3 separate regions of the Sus scrofa genome follow, and all the other regions are linked to region 3. The links are chromatin contacts, called in public promoter capture Hi-C maps. All regions are on one chromosome and are shown on one strand. Each heading gives the region's core, a stretch centred on a gene start, on an enhancer-like site or on the middle of the called end of the contact. The rest is flanking DNA. Distances are from core to core; before and after follow the strand shown.

Region 1 (4,354 bases), core at 1,736-4,235, 310 kb before region 3:
ACATGGGATGGGTGGGGAGTGACCGAGTCTGAGACATAATGGAAGAAGGGTTCCTTAAGAATGGCCTGTGGGCTGAGGGGTAGGGAATTCCTAGACAGAGTATTTTTAAATTATTTTTATTTTTTGTCTTTTTAGGGCTGCATCTGTGGCGTGTGGAAGTTCCCAGGCTAGGGGTCAATTGGAGCTGTAGCTGCTGGCCTACACCACAGCCACAGAAATGAGGGATCCGAGCCACGCCTCCGACCTACACCAGAGCTCATAGCAACGCCAGATCCTTAACCCAATGAGCAAGGCCAGGGATCGAAACTGTGTCCTCACGGATGCTAGTCAGATTCGTTTCTGCTGAGCCGCAACAGGAACTCCCTAGGCGAAGTAAATAGCCAGTCAAGTTAACAACAAAATCAACGTGGCTGCCCATTGAGAGGAGTTGAGGCTGGAAAGGTAGGCAGGATGCAGCTCTGGCCTGCAGGCCTAGTAATCTAAGGTGGATGACCTTTATCCAAGGAGCCATGAGAACACATCGGCTCAAATGGCTTTACTTATTTATTTATTTATTTGTCTTTTTGCCTTTTCTAGGGCCGCTCCCACAGCATATGAAGGTTCCCAGGCTAGGGGTCGAATCAGAGCTGTAGCCACTGGCCTATACCAGAGCCACAGCAATGCAGGATCCGAGCCGCCTCTGCGACCTACACCACAGCTCAAGGCAACACTGGATCCTTAACCCACTGAGCAAGGCCAGGGATCAAACCTGCAACCTCATGGTTCCTAGTCAGATTTGTTAACCACTGAGCCACAATGGGAACTCCTGGCTTTACTTATTAAATCATTCTGCTTCAGTTTTCTGGTCTCTGAAAGGTAACGGTAGTGTCAACCATGTGAAGGGACTGAGAATAACTCTCAATTTAATCGAGAGATATTTAGTGCTCTTACATGGTGATTAACTGGAAGGAACATGGGCTTACATTTCTATATTATGGTCTAAGGAGGTGACGAGTAAGGCTTTCCATGGCCAAACAGGCAAAGCACCATAAGTGAGGTGCAGAGGGCTATGGGCACTTAGGGAGCAACAGGGGAACAGAAGTTGCATCAAAGATGGGTCAGTCTTTAAGCAGATGGATACCTCGAGATGAGACAGGGGCAGAAGGCTTCCAGAAGAATGTGGGATGTAGTTTTGGTTTTGGTTGCGTTTGTTTGTTTTTTAAACAGAGATGATAATATGGCAGATAAAGCTCCAAGAGGTTGAGGCCCTTTTACCAGAGGCTCCCAGAACTATGCTCAAGCAGAGCAGGGTCTAGTTCCACAAGGCCCTAAGGTGGGCGCGCTACAAGGTCACAGCCATTCTGGGATAACAGAATTGGCAGAGAAGGAGGACGAAAGAGATGGACAGGCCTTGGCTAGCGATAGCAGGCTACTGCCAGAATCCAGGCAAGTGGTAGTAAGGAGGCCATGACCAACAGTGGCAGTGAGAGAGGCAGGTCGCAAGGACTGGGGCACAGGAATGCTTTCGCATTTGCCGCCAGCAGAATGAATGAGCTGGATTTGAACACAGTTTGAAAAGGCTCTCTGGTAAAAAGATCCAGAGGGAATTTGGAAACGGAGGTTTGGCGTTTCAGTGTGGTTTGGTTTAAGATGGGGGTCTGTGAGCCAACGACTTAGAGCTTAGACAGAAGTAAGAATGTTGCAGGCTTTCCTGGACATAAAGTGCAAGAACTCCCTGCACAAAAGCTCTCCTCCAAAGCCCTTCCTCAAACTGGGGTTGGAAAGGATAATCATTGTCTAGAGCGGGCACTCCCCGCAGCACCAGGGCTCATTGTCTATTTCCTTAATCCACAGAGAAGAATCCCACAAGTGACAGAAGGCTGGCGGCAGCAGAAGCTAAGTTCCTGGCCAGCTGCTGTTGGCGTTAACTGGTGTTCCGGCATTTTCTGGGTGTGAAAGTTGCTCAAGAGAACCGAGGGACTTCAACCAACCAACTCACAAAAAAACCTTTCAGCCTGATTCAGCGGTTGCTGAGCTCTTCCGCGGCGGGCGCAGACCACCCAGGAAAACCCTCTCCCCCTCATTTTTATCCAAAGTGTTCATTTCACGGGTTGGGCACCACTCAACACAAGGAGATGAAGGCGCTGATCTCGTGGCACGGGCAACAAGTCTTAGTAAAGCGTGCCTCTACCAGACAGACGGTATTAAACTAATTTAACAAGAGCCTCAGAACCTCTGATGCTTAAATAAGACGTGTATTAATTACCATGGTAATGCTTTCTCAGTTGAGCAGGTGAGTGTGGCATGGGTTCCCAATCCTGAAATAGAGAGAGAGACCCCAGTTCTCCGCAAGGCCTGGGGGCTGTGCCCCCGCGCCCATTCCTGCCGCTCACCGGGCTGCCACCACCGCGCTCTCCAGCGAACCGCCGTGGGCCCGGGGCTTCGCCACGTTTCTCGAGTCCGCTCTCACCCTTCCGCCCGAGGAGGTCTAGGCGCTCGCGGGAGCCCAACGCGGTGAGGGGGCAGCCAGCCACCCAGCGGCCGCCACGCGGGGCTGGGACCCCCGCCACAGAGAGGCAGCGGGCTGCGCGACTCAGTGCTTCGTCGCCTCGGGGCCTGGGGCTCCCGGCGGGCGGTCGCGGGAGGGCGGGCTCACAAGCTCTGGGCGGTGCGCGCCGCGGGGGCGGGGCCGCGCGGTGTTTACGTGTTGCCAGGACACCGGGGCCTGGCTCCCAGCCTGCCCCGCGAGCCTGCGCCCGCCTTCCTGAGAGCGGGCTCAGTTCCCTTCTGGTCGCGCCGCGCTGGCTGGGTCATTTCACCTCGCGCGACGGCGACCCAGGCTGCTAGTGCCCAGAACCCCGCTGGCTTTGGGCGAACAAGTGGGCGAAGGCGAGGTCCGGATGGTGCCCCGGGTGAATGAGGCTGGCCTTAGAATAGGAGGATTCGGCTCAGAGTATGAGCTCGGCCCCTCACTGGCTGGCCTTGGAAAAGTTACGGAAGACTCCATGACCTTTTTGGAAAAGGAGATAAAACCTCTGAGAGTCGAAGTGAAAATAACATGGGGAAATGTTTGTAAAAGAGCCTGTAAAAAAAAAAAAATAAATAAATAAATAAAAATAAAAATAAAAGGAGTTCCCATCGTGGCGCAGTGGTTAACGAATCCGACTAGGAACCATGAGGTTGCGGGTTCGGTCCCTGCCCTTGCTCAGTGGGTTAACGATTCGGCGTTGCCGTGAGCTGTGGTGCAGGTTGCAGACGCGGCTCGGATCCCGCGTTGCTGTGGCTCTGGTGTAGGCTGGTGGCTACGGCTCTGAATAGACCCCTAGCCTGGGAATCTCCATATGCCGCAGGAGCGGCCCAAGAAATAGCAAAAAGACAAATAAATAAATAAATGAGCCTGTAATGATACAAACATTCGTAAAAAGGGCCTGAAAAACAAAACCTAGAGTGAGATTAGGCAAGAAAGGACATGGTAGATGCAATTCTGCTTCCAACCCTGAGTTCATCCTGACTCAAGAATGAAGAAGAATACAGTTTGGGAGCAAGGACTCTCATTCGTTTTTACGACTTTTTTTTTTTTTTTGTCTTTTTGCCTTTTCTAGGGTCGCTCCTGCGGCATATAGAGGTTCCCAGGCTAGGGGTCCAATCGGAGCTGTAGCCGCTGGACTATGCCAGAGCCACAGCAATGCCAGATCCGAGCCGCGTCTGTGACCTACACCACAGCTCATGGCAATGCCAGATCCTTAACCCACTGAGCAAGGCCAGGGATTGAACCTGCAACCTCATGGTTCCTATTCAGATTCGTTAACCACTGGGCCACGACGGGAACTCCTGGCTCTTCCCTTTTTATTCAAGTTATTAGGCATCTATCTTGTGTCTGTTAGTTCTAGGCCCTGGAAATTCAGCAAAGTTCTTTTTTGGGGGGAGAGGGTTGTAGAATGGGGGACATGGTGTACATTTAAAATGATAGATGTTAACAGGATGTAATACATTGGATGTATTAAATTGATGTGAGGGCTGCTGGCTTATTTTTTTATTTATTAGAACCACACTTGCGGCAAAGTCCCCTGCCCTCTTCCTGTGCTCTCTCCTCTGTTGGCCCCTCTCTTAATCCCTGGGTGGGGGTGGCTCACACTCCCTGTATACACCTCTTTGGATCTTCACAATTCTCTCAGGTTAACCCCTATTAGGCTCACTCCCAAACCTGTTCCAGCCCTGCTTTTCCTGAGTTTCAAATTGGAGGTTCAGAACCTTACTGCTGTGTTTTAAAATTGAGCTGTCCTGGAGTTCCCTGATGGCTCATCAGGTTAAGGATCCAGCATTGTCACTGCTGTGGCTTGGGCTGCTGCTGTGGTGTGGTTTTGATCCCTGGCCC
Region 2 (4,787 bases), core at 1,290-3,789, 290 kb before region 3:
GGAGGCTGAGCTTCCTACAGTACTTGCTAAGGCCACACCCACTGCCTCTTTAGCAACCTCCTTCCAAAGGCCATACCTAACTTCCATACAATCATATACTCATCATCCTTCTCTTATGTTTGGAATTTAAATTTAATGTCTTTTTAGTGGGTTGAATTTGGAATATAGACTTTTGGAAAATTGTGAGACTTCCTATGTCAGGTAGGTGAGGAAACTATTCAGCACATGAGTAAAGATGGCCTACTGGAGAGAGAAATATTTTGACAAAATGAGAACACTTTAGAAATTAACATGCCATTAACTCTGCCTTTATTTCATGTCCATTATATGTGTAGTTGGAGTGCCAAATGAAGTTGAACTCAGTTCAAATTCAGAAAACTGAAAAAATATGAATCGAGATTACCTTAGCCAAATAATTCCACTTCAAGGAATTTATCTTAAGGAAATAATCAGAAATGAGGTACGAGTATATTCATTTTGGATACGAAGAACACTGAAATAAATGCCCAATAATAGTAGAAAACAATCTTTAAAAAGAAATTAAGTAGTGGGGGGGGTTTCCTTGTGGCACATCAGGTTAAGGATCTGGCATTGTCACTGCAATGACCTGGATTGCTGTTGTGGTTCAGGGGTGATCCCTGGCCTGGGAATGTCTACATGCCTTGGGTGTGGCAAAAAAAAAGTAGTGGAATATTATGTGTAGCTATTAAAAATTATGTTCTCAGGAATGTTTAATAAAATGATATTGTGAACATTTAAATTTTACCATGTAAATTGAAACATGTAAAGTTCTTATTTTTTTAAATAATATGTATATGTGTATGTATATATATATACATATATATATGAATGATATATACAAATGAATATATTGAATGAACCAATATATACATGGTTAACTGCAGCAAAATATATTTTTTTCTTTTTTCTCATGCCCATGGCACATGGAAGTTCCTGGGCCAGGAATGGAACCTGTGACACAGCAGTGACAACACTGGATTATTAACCTGCTGAGCCACCAGGGAACTCCAACACTAGTCCTTTCTGAGTGCAGAAGCCATCAGATTAGATAAACAAACCACTGTGTTGAAGGCCTGTGTGGAGCGAACTTGCTAGTTAAGTCCATTACTGGGCTCAGGGAATTCTTTTAAAGTTCAAGTAAAAAAACAAAAAACTGATTACCAAATGAAACCAGCAGGTGCCACTGTTGCTTCACAGAAAGGACAAGAATACCTAGCATGAGTGTTTTTTATGCTAATTTCTACTTATGTGACTGAGAAAAGAGAACACATTGTATCAAGAAATAGATTCAGGTCATAAAAGCTGACTTTATGTTTTGAAATACCCTACTAATTGAAAAGGGTGGGTTTCTTTGTTTCTTCTTCTTTTTTTTTTTGCTTTTTTAGGGCTGGACCCATAGCAAATGGAGGTTCCCAGGCTAGGGGTCGAATAGGAGCTACAGCTGCCAGCCACAGCCACGCCAGATCTGAGCTGCATCTACGACCTACACCACAGCTCATGGCAATGCGGGATCCTTAATCCACTGAGTGAGGCCAGGGATTGAACCCACAACCTCATGGTTCCTAGTTGGATTTGTTAACCGCCGTGCCACGACGGGAATTCCTGAAAAGTTTTAATGCTATCTGTGTACTACTGTTTCTGTGAGAAAGTGCATTCCTCATTCCAACTCTGAATGGCAGGGACGCATTGGCAGAGGGTCTCCACTTTGGCTCTGTTGCTTTCAACTGTAAGGTTCTGGCAGCTACCTAACTTCTCCATCTACAAAACATTAATACCAACCTCATACAGTTGCTTTAAAAATTGACTATCATAAATAAGGTTAGACAACTTATTACCTCTCTCTGCAGTGTTAAGAAGCTCTCAACTTCCTTGACTACTGAGACCACATCTAATTCAGACAGGAAGTCTCTGCCCAGGTGCTAAAAGAAGTGCTAGACTTGGTGTCTCAGGACTCAGGTTTTTCTCTAATTCAGGGTTGATATCTATGAGGAGTGGATCTGACAAGTCACTTCATCCACTGGGCCCCTAGGTTTCTCATCTTTGAAATAGGGGGGTAGGCCAAATGGCACTCAGGTCCCCTCCAGCCAAGAATCCTACAGTTCTGTAAAACTTGTGCCCCAGAAGTTACCACCATTCTACTTTTGCGCAATATACTTTTCTGATGTGACACTTTGCAGGTATTAAACTGGGGGACAAGGGGTTGGGGAACACACAGGCACTGCCATCCGATCATTTATTGAACTCCTTCCATGTACTGAACATGGTGCTAGACTCTGGGGATATAAAGATGAAGATGGTACTGTCTCTTCCTTCAAGGAGTTTTCTGTCAAATGGGGAAACAAATACAGATAGACAATCACAGTGCAATGGGGTGAGGCTATGGGCTGAGGTAATAGCTAAGTTGATCTTCAACATGCTGTTGATCAGCCAGTTTCACAGGATTCAGAATAACTCTGAGGGACTTTTCTGATTTGCCTAAAGCTCTTTCCAGCATGAGGAGCTTTCTGGGTCATCCTTCTGGGGCCAAATCGACTTTTGCCTCAGAGAGACAAAGACAAATATTTTCTGAAGTACACACTCCTGGGTTGTATAACCTATATGGAAATGAGAATAGGCTGAAGCACAGCAAAAAGAAGACAGATAATTGTTTTAGGCTAGAACAGAAAAGAGTCTCCGGCCATTCAGCACGGATGTTCACATTCAACTTGACTCCCATTATCTTTCTAAATTCTCTCTCCTCAGTGTTTTGCACTGACGCTTTTCCCTACAAAACGCTGTGCTCAGCTTTTCCAAATCTTTCTCAACTGGGTCGGCAGCTCTAAACCCCTCCTACCTCTGTGCTCTTGCCAAGGTGCCTTTATTGATCTGAGACTCCCAAACCAGGGCATTAGGGGGCTAGAGAAGAAAAGGAAGAACAAATGCCAACCTCTGCCACCTGGCAATTTCAAAGGCTACCAAATCCCCATCTGCTTACCAGACTCTCTGTAGTAAGCTCTGGCAAATCCTGGATGGTACAGCAAGGGTAATCCAGGACCGAGATGCTGCAAGATGCAGAGATAAGGACAGCTTTTAGGTAAATGGCAATGGCAGGAAATGGCTATATGAGAAAGGGCAGGAGTTATTTCTCCTCGGCAGGCCCCATCTATTTCCCAGATTGCTTAGTGACTTTAGCTCAAACTGAGGGTTCTGATGCCAGCAACGCCAGATCCAATCTCCTCCTCATGGCCATGAGAGAAACCAACAGAGTTCTTTCAGGCTGGCCCCCATATGGCAGAGGCAAGAGAAAGCCGAAAGACCTCTGTATGGCCACCTTTCTCCTCCCTTCTTCAATGAAATACATAAGCTTGTGTGCATTTGTGTTTCTGTATTTAAGAGTATGCTTATGTGTATGTGTGAATATAACTGCTTTCCCAGAGATGCTGCCCAAACTTATCCCACTTCACAACAAATAACCTATGGCTATGAGGATGAAACAAAGACCTCTCCTGTGGCTCTTACCAGATGTTTCTGAAAGCCAGCAGGTCTGGGAAATGTTCGGCGAAGCCACTCCTAGAGGAAACTTGAGACAGAGGCAGCTTCCTGCAGCAAGGCCAGTCTAGTAGCTCAAGAATGGTAATAGCATCTGCCCCCCAAAATAGGCAGTGAGGGACTAAAAGAGGGCTGGAGACTCTGTGGTAAACCCAGGGGTGCAGGCATGAGTCAGAAGGGGAAATAAGTACTGCATGATGACAGGGACACAGTCACTCAAAATGACAGCTCTCTCTCTCTCTTTCCTCTTCTCCCTTACTCACTGGCACAATGCAGAATTTAGACTAGCTAATCTCTAGTGAGCCTTCTGGTTCCGACATTCCATGAAGTTTTAAACAGCAATCCATCTGAACTAGAGTAGTTGGAAATGGATAAATGATGTTAGCAAAGTGGAGATTTTTATAAAGAGGAATATGAACCTGTCTCTACATTTTGAAAGTCAAAACTTCTATCCAAGCAGAAGGCAACAATTTATTTGGCTAGAAATAAGCCAAGAAACCCACAAAGGCAGGAGAGGAGAGGGCAGTGGATCTACCTATAATGTTGCTCATCATCTTATTTCACTCTGTTGGATTCTCCCAAGGTTGCCAGTTCAGTTCTGCTCCATTAGGACAAACATTCTTGGCTGGCTTATTTACTCATCCACCCACCTCCCACTGACAAAGCCCCATGGCAAAGTAGGTACTGGTGATCAGGAAATGAGGGTGGGAAATCAAAAATGAATTGTTTCGGGAGTTCCCGTCGTGGCGCAGTGGTTAACGAATCCGACTAGGAACCATGAGGTTGCGGGTTCGGTCCCTGCCCTTGCTCAGCGGGTTGACGATCCGGCGTTGCCGTGAGCTGTGGTGTAGGTTGCAGACGCGGCTCGGATCCCGCGTTGCTGTGGCTTTGGCGTAGGCCGGTGGCTACAGCTCCGATTCGACCCCTAGCCTGGGAACCTCCATATGCCGCGGGAGCGGCCCAAGAAATAGCAACAACAACAACAATAATGCCGAGGGAGCGGCCCAAGAAATAGCAACAACAACAACAACAACAACAAAAGACAAAAAAAAAAAAAAAAAAAAAATGAATTGTTCCAATCTCAGTGTACTGAATTCTAGCCTTAGGGGGCATAAAGTTACAAGTTTCTGGCATATCTAGATTTTAGGAGCCATGAGGAAACTGTGCAACAACGACCTGTGGGTGCTCAAGTTTCTTGGGATCATGCAACAGTAAAGCTTGCAGATGATACACAGAGG
Region 3 (4,391 bases), core at 1,102-3,601:
AGTCATTTATCCGGTGAAAGGCTGGTGGGATGGAGTGGGGAAGTCCAAGAAAATGACCATGAATGCAAGTGTAACAGATGCATCCAGCTGTTATCACCAGGGACCACAGATTAAGGTGAAGCGCCAAAGCCTCCAAAGGAGATGCAAAGTTTTAGCTGACAGAGAGAGTCAGCATGAAGAGCTGAGATCTCTGGGATGCTAGTGCTGGCTCTGAGGATGGCACGTCATTGGCCTGGAACAGACAGTGAGCAAGTAGGAGGGTTCTCCAGGACCTGCCCCTAAGTGGGGGTTCCCCTTAGGACATTCCCCAGCCTGGCAGAGTGGTGGCAAGATTTTCTTCAGTTCTTCCCTGACCTCCAGCTGAAATAGAGCCTACACCGTGGACTAGTTGACTAGTTAACTACTAATACTGCTAACACCAGCTATTGTAGCAGCTGTCTGGGCCAAGAACTTCCCCCTAGAGGCACTGTGGCTCAGTAGAAAAACCACCAGATCAAGCCACTAACCATCTGTTGGACCTAGCGTGAAACAACATCTCTGCGCTTTGGCTTTCTCATTTATAAAATGTGGGTCCTGGACAAGACATCTTCCCAAAATGTTTTTTCCAGTTCTAAAACTGAGAATTTGTTAGGAGTTCAAACTTCATTCTTCCCAGTACAATGGCTGAGAATGAGCTGTCATCACCACCCTTTGAGATTTCTCTCATTTTTCCCAACAGGCTAGCACTTAGGTACTTGGTGTGTGTTCACACCATGGCCCCCGTGAAACCTTTCCAGCAACTTGCTTAGATGCCTAGTCTGCACCCTCTCCTAGGAAATATATTTTAGACTCCTTCCTCCTGCAAGTCTGAACTTTAGGTCTCAGGCAGAGGTGGGCAAGTGTAATGGGCTCCGAGAGCCGCAGCTCTGATGTAGTTGGTGCCGGAAGAAAATCAGGGAATCTGGAGGTCGGGGTGGGGGTCGGGGTGTGTATGGTGGGTCCCACTATGTTCTCAAACCCGGAGGGCCTCAGGGATTCTCTAGACATGAAACAGGATTGAGCTAGCATTTCAAGATCTGGTCCAGCTGCATTCACAGCTCCAGCAGAGTATTTCCGACATCCTTGATCATGTGGCGTTTGATTTTACGGAGGAGAGACCAAGGCCTACAGAGGTGAGCGTATGGCCCAGGTTAGTCAAGTTAACAATTAATGGCAGAGTGGGGATGAAAATCCAGGCAGCCCCAGTCCAACATTTTTTTCCACTTTTCCAGCCCTAAGCAGAAGATTCTGAAAGGACCCCTGACCTTCCAGTCAAACACAGGGTCCTATTTAAAGAATCTGAAGACTGTCAAACTCCAGGGGCTAGAGTCTGGTCCCGAGCAAGGTGAGGCAAAGTTTGAGACAGTGCTGGGAAAGGCATCTACACCCGGAGGCCATTCCTGTCCTTTTTCCGCCTTTTGCGGGGGGGAAGGGAGGGTAGAGGCCTGCAAAAGGAAGAGATGAGAGCCCCTTAACCCCTTCTCTCTGAGGTAAGGGAGAAGGAAGGTTTGGGTTTCCCCCTCTTCCTCTTTTCTTTGCTATCAGGGCCTCCCAGGCCAAAAAATCCCCCAACGATGGGATTTTTAACTACTAAGACTGCTAACACGTATCAGTGGGTCTGCCTTCGACCAACAAGAAAACCCACTCCTCCCGCTCAAACCCACCTTTTTTTTTTTTTTTTTTTTTTTTTGGCCTAAAACAGACCCTCCTCCGCTGCCCATGGAATACCCATAAGTCTTTACTGAATCCCTTGCAGACCCCCCCCACCCCAACACCCCCTACACACAAGGCGTCACTGTGGTGTCCCTGCCTAGGATAAATTACCCCAAAGTGCGGTCTTCCCGGAAAACTAGGCAGTGCGGCTCACCACGCTCGCCTCGAACCCGGCATCCGGGGACAACCCTCCTCAGCCGCGGGCAGCCCACTCAGCCCTCCAGGGGGTGCCCTGCCGCCCAGATGCCCCCACGAGCCCCCAAGACTCACCCAGAAGAGCATGTTGAAGAAGAAGAGCAGGTATTTCACCAGCGGGCTGACGAAGGAGAAGTCCTCCCCGTAGGCAGCCGGCGCCCGGGGTCTCCGGGCCATGGTCCAGCCGCCGCCGCCCCCGGGGGCCTATCTCCCCGCGGCGGCCGGCCCACCTGAGCGCTCCGCGCCGGGAGGCATGAGCCGCGCCACCGCTGGAGCCCGAGCGGCGGCGAAGCTGCGGCGCGGCGGGAGGTGCCCGCGCCGTGCGTCCGGAAGAAGCGCGGGCTGAGGAACGGCGCCGCCACTGGAGCCGCCGGGAGTCGCGGGAGCCACCGCGGGCAGCGTGAGCGGCTGAGACTCCGCTGCGGCCAGAGGACCAGCCCGGCCCGCCGGGCTCCCAGGAAACCGGGCCCGCCCCAGGCCGCCCATTGGTTGGTCTGCCAAAACCCGACTTCTCATTGGCCAGCCTCTGGTGTCACTTAGTGTCCAACCATCCCTCTTTTCTGAAAGGCGGGGGAGACACCTGTTCTGCGAGGGACAACTTGTTAAAGGGTCAGTGATTCTGCCTCCACCCTCAAGAAGAAAACATCCAGGCTGCAGCTATTCAAGGGAAAAAGGATCAGAAGGAATGCACGCTGCATCACACACCCACTCCTCTACGCAGTTGCTGTGCACCATATGCAAACACACATACACTAAAATCAACAAGTACGTAGACCATATGTTGAGCAATGCGCTGAAAACTGTGGGACACAAGAATCCGGGGTTGAGGGGGATGACAATAAAATCAGAGACAAAACGAACCTACATATAGCAATTGAGAATATTTAAGAGTAGCTGCAGTCCTGTTTAGTAACTAGATATATACGTATTTATGTATATATATTTATGTATATGTGGGGTTTTTTTGTTTTGTTTTGTTTTGTTTTGCCGCACCAGCTGGCATGTGGAAGTTCCCAGGCCAGGAGTTGAACCCGTACCACAGCAGCTACCAGAGCCACTGCAGTGATAACACTGCATCCTTAACCTGCTGCACCACAAGGGAACTCCAGTAACTGCATATTTTAAATGCTTATTTCAAAAACTCTATAACCCAATGGTGGAAATTTGGAAACATCACCAACAATGCTACCATCCTAATTCATCACCGTTTCAATCCTCACCTCCCTATTTAAGTCTTGGTGTCTTGGTCTACACCGGTTTTAAACACGGTGATCTGGCACGCACAGGTTGAGTGAAATGTAGGTGGTGGACCCTGCCTGGCTACCATAAGTAACACAAACACGAATGCTGAAGACTGTTTGTATCACCACCCCCAACCCAAACTCAGATGTTGAAATCTTGCCTCCCAAGGTTATGGTATTAAAGATGGGGCCTGGGGTGGGGGTGGGGGGGTGGTTTTGCTTAGGTCACAAGAAATGGAGCTTTCATGAATGGGATTAGTGCCTTTGTAAAAGAGACCCTAGAGCGCTCCCTAACCCTCTCTGCCAGGTTAGGACACAGCGAGAAGACAGCTGCCTAGGAATCAGGAAGTAGGCTCTCACCAGAAATTGAATCTGTGGGTGTCTAGATCTTGGACTTTCTAGCCTCCAGAACTGTGAGAAATATATTTCTGTTGTTTATAAGCCACTCAGTTCATAGCAGTTTCTTTATAACAGTCTGAACAGAGTAAAACAATTATTTCAGCCTCATCAGTTGTATGACTTGGGCCAACTTCTTAATCTCCCTGAGTCTTATTTTCTTTCATGTTACCTAGGGAAGGTGCTGGCCTAATAACATTGACGTGAGGATTAAATGAGATAATGCACACAAATCACTTAGCATAGTTTGGCATATAGAAGGGCTCACCAAATGCAATATTTTGTTTGAACAGAATTTAGAATCCTGTCAGGAAATATGGTAATTGCACAAATAACTATAACATATTTAGTGGAGAGTTGGTGAAGATAGCATGGCCAGTGAAATTGGAGGAGGATAATATTTAGAATAGCAGAGACGAAGGAGAAAAGTAATCCAGGTGAACCAAAGGTGAACCAGAGCCTGGAGCTGCAAAAGCACACTGTGTGTTTACTGAAAAATAAGCAGACCGGTTTGCCTTGAGCATAGGTGATGCTCAGTATGGCAGTGGAAGGTAATGCTGATTGACGCCAGTCTATGCTGAATTGACTTAAAATCATGGAGGGACTTGAATATCAGATTGGGGAGTTAGCATCTAATTGATTTGGAAACCAATTAAATTTGGAAGAAAGGAATAATGTCAGACCTGCTTTTTTTTCAGTAAGAGTGAGAAAGAGACTGAGAGGAAGATTTGTTGGAAGATCACTGTTCAGGAGTTCCCTGGTTTGTCACTGCCGTTGTGCGGGTTCGATCCCTGGCTGGGAAATTTTGCATGCTACGGGCGCAGCCAG

What was found. Promoter capture Hi-C pulls out the DNA fragments that hold promoters and counts their contacts.
Region 1: a promoter capture Hi-C map of fetal liver shows a contact between it and region 3, with 2.2 times the contacts expected there. The contact joins the promoter of SMKR1 here to the promoter of TSPAN33 in region 3.
Region 2: a promoter capture Hi-C map of liver shows a contact between it and region 3, with 3 times the contacts expected there. The contact joins the enhancer-like site here to the promoter of TSPAN33 in region 3. A contact is called at or near these places in 1 of 5 promoter capture datasets (liver) and 4 of 47 Hi-C or Micro-C datasets (epiblast stem cells, retroperitoneal adipose tissue, skeletal muscle and 1 more).

The regions. Positions count from the first base shown.
Region 1 is chr18:19,197,045-19,201,398 of Sscrofa11.1, forward strand. SMKR1 (small lysine-rich protein 1) reads right to left here and starts at 2,986. Exons shown (of 3, transcript XM_003484024.3): 1 at 2,799-2,986; 2 at 2,373-2,739. The coding sequence starts at 2,986.
Region 2 is chr18:19,217,557-19,222,343 of Sscrofa11.1, forward strand. STRIP2 (striatin-interacting protein 2) reads right to left here. Exons shown (of 21, transcript XM_003134694.6): 18 at 2,996-3,062. Among named protein-coding and RNA genes, the nearest start is that of SMKR1, 20 kb to the left of the region's middle. Within about 2 kb of position 2,540, at least 7 of the 83 cell types and tissues checked have an H3K27ac peak or open chromatin away from gene starts, as enhancers often do. A contact at or near this core is called in liver and skeletal muscle, where this site is marked.
Region 3 is chr18:19,512,010-19,516,400 of Sscrofa11.1, forward strand. It overlaps TSPAN33 (tetraspanin-33), which reads right to left and starts at 2,352. Exons shown (of 8, transcript XM_003134681.4): 1 at 2,002-2,352. The coding sequence starts at 2,103.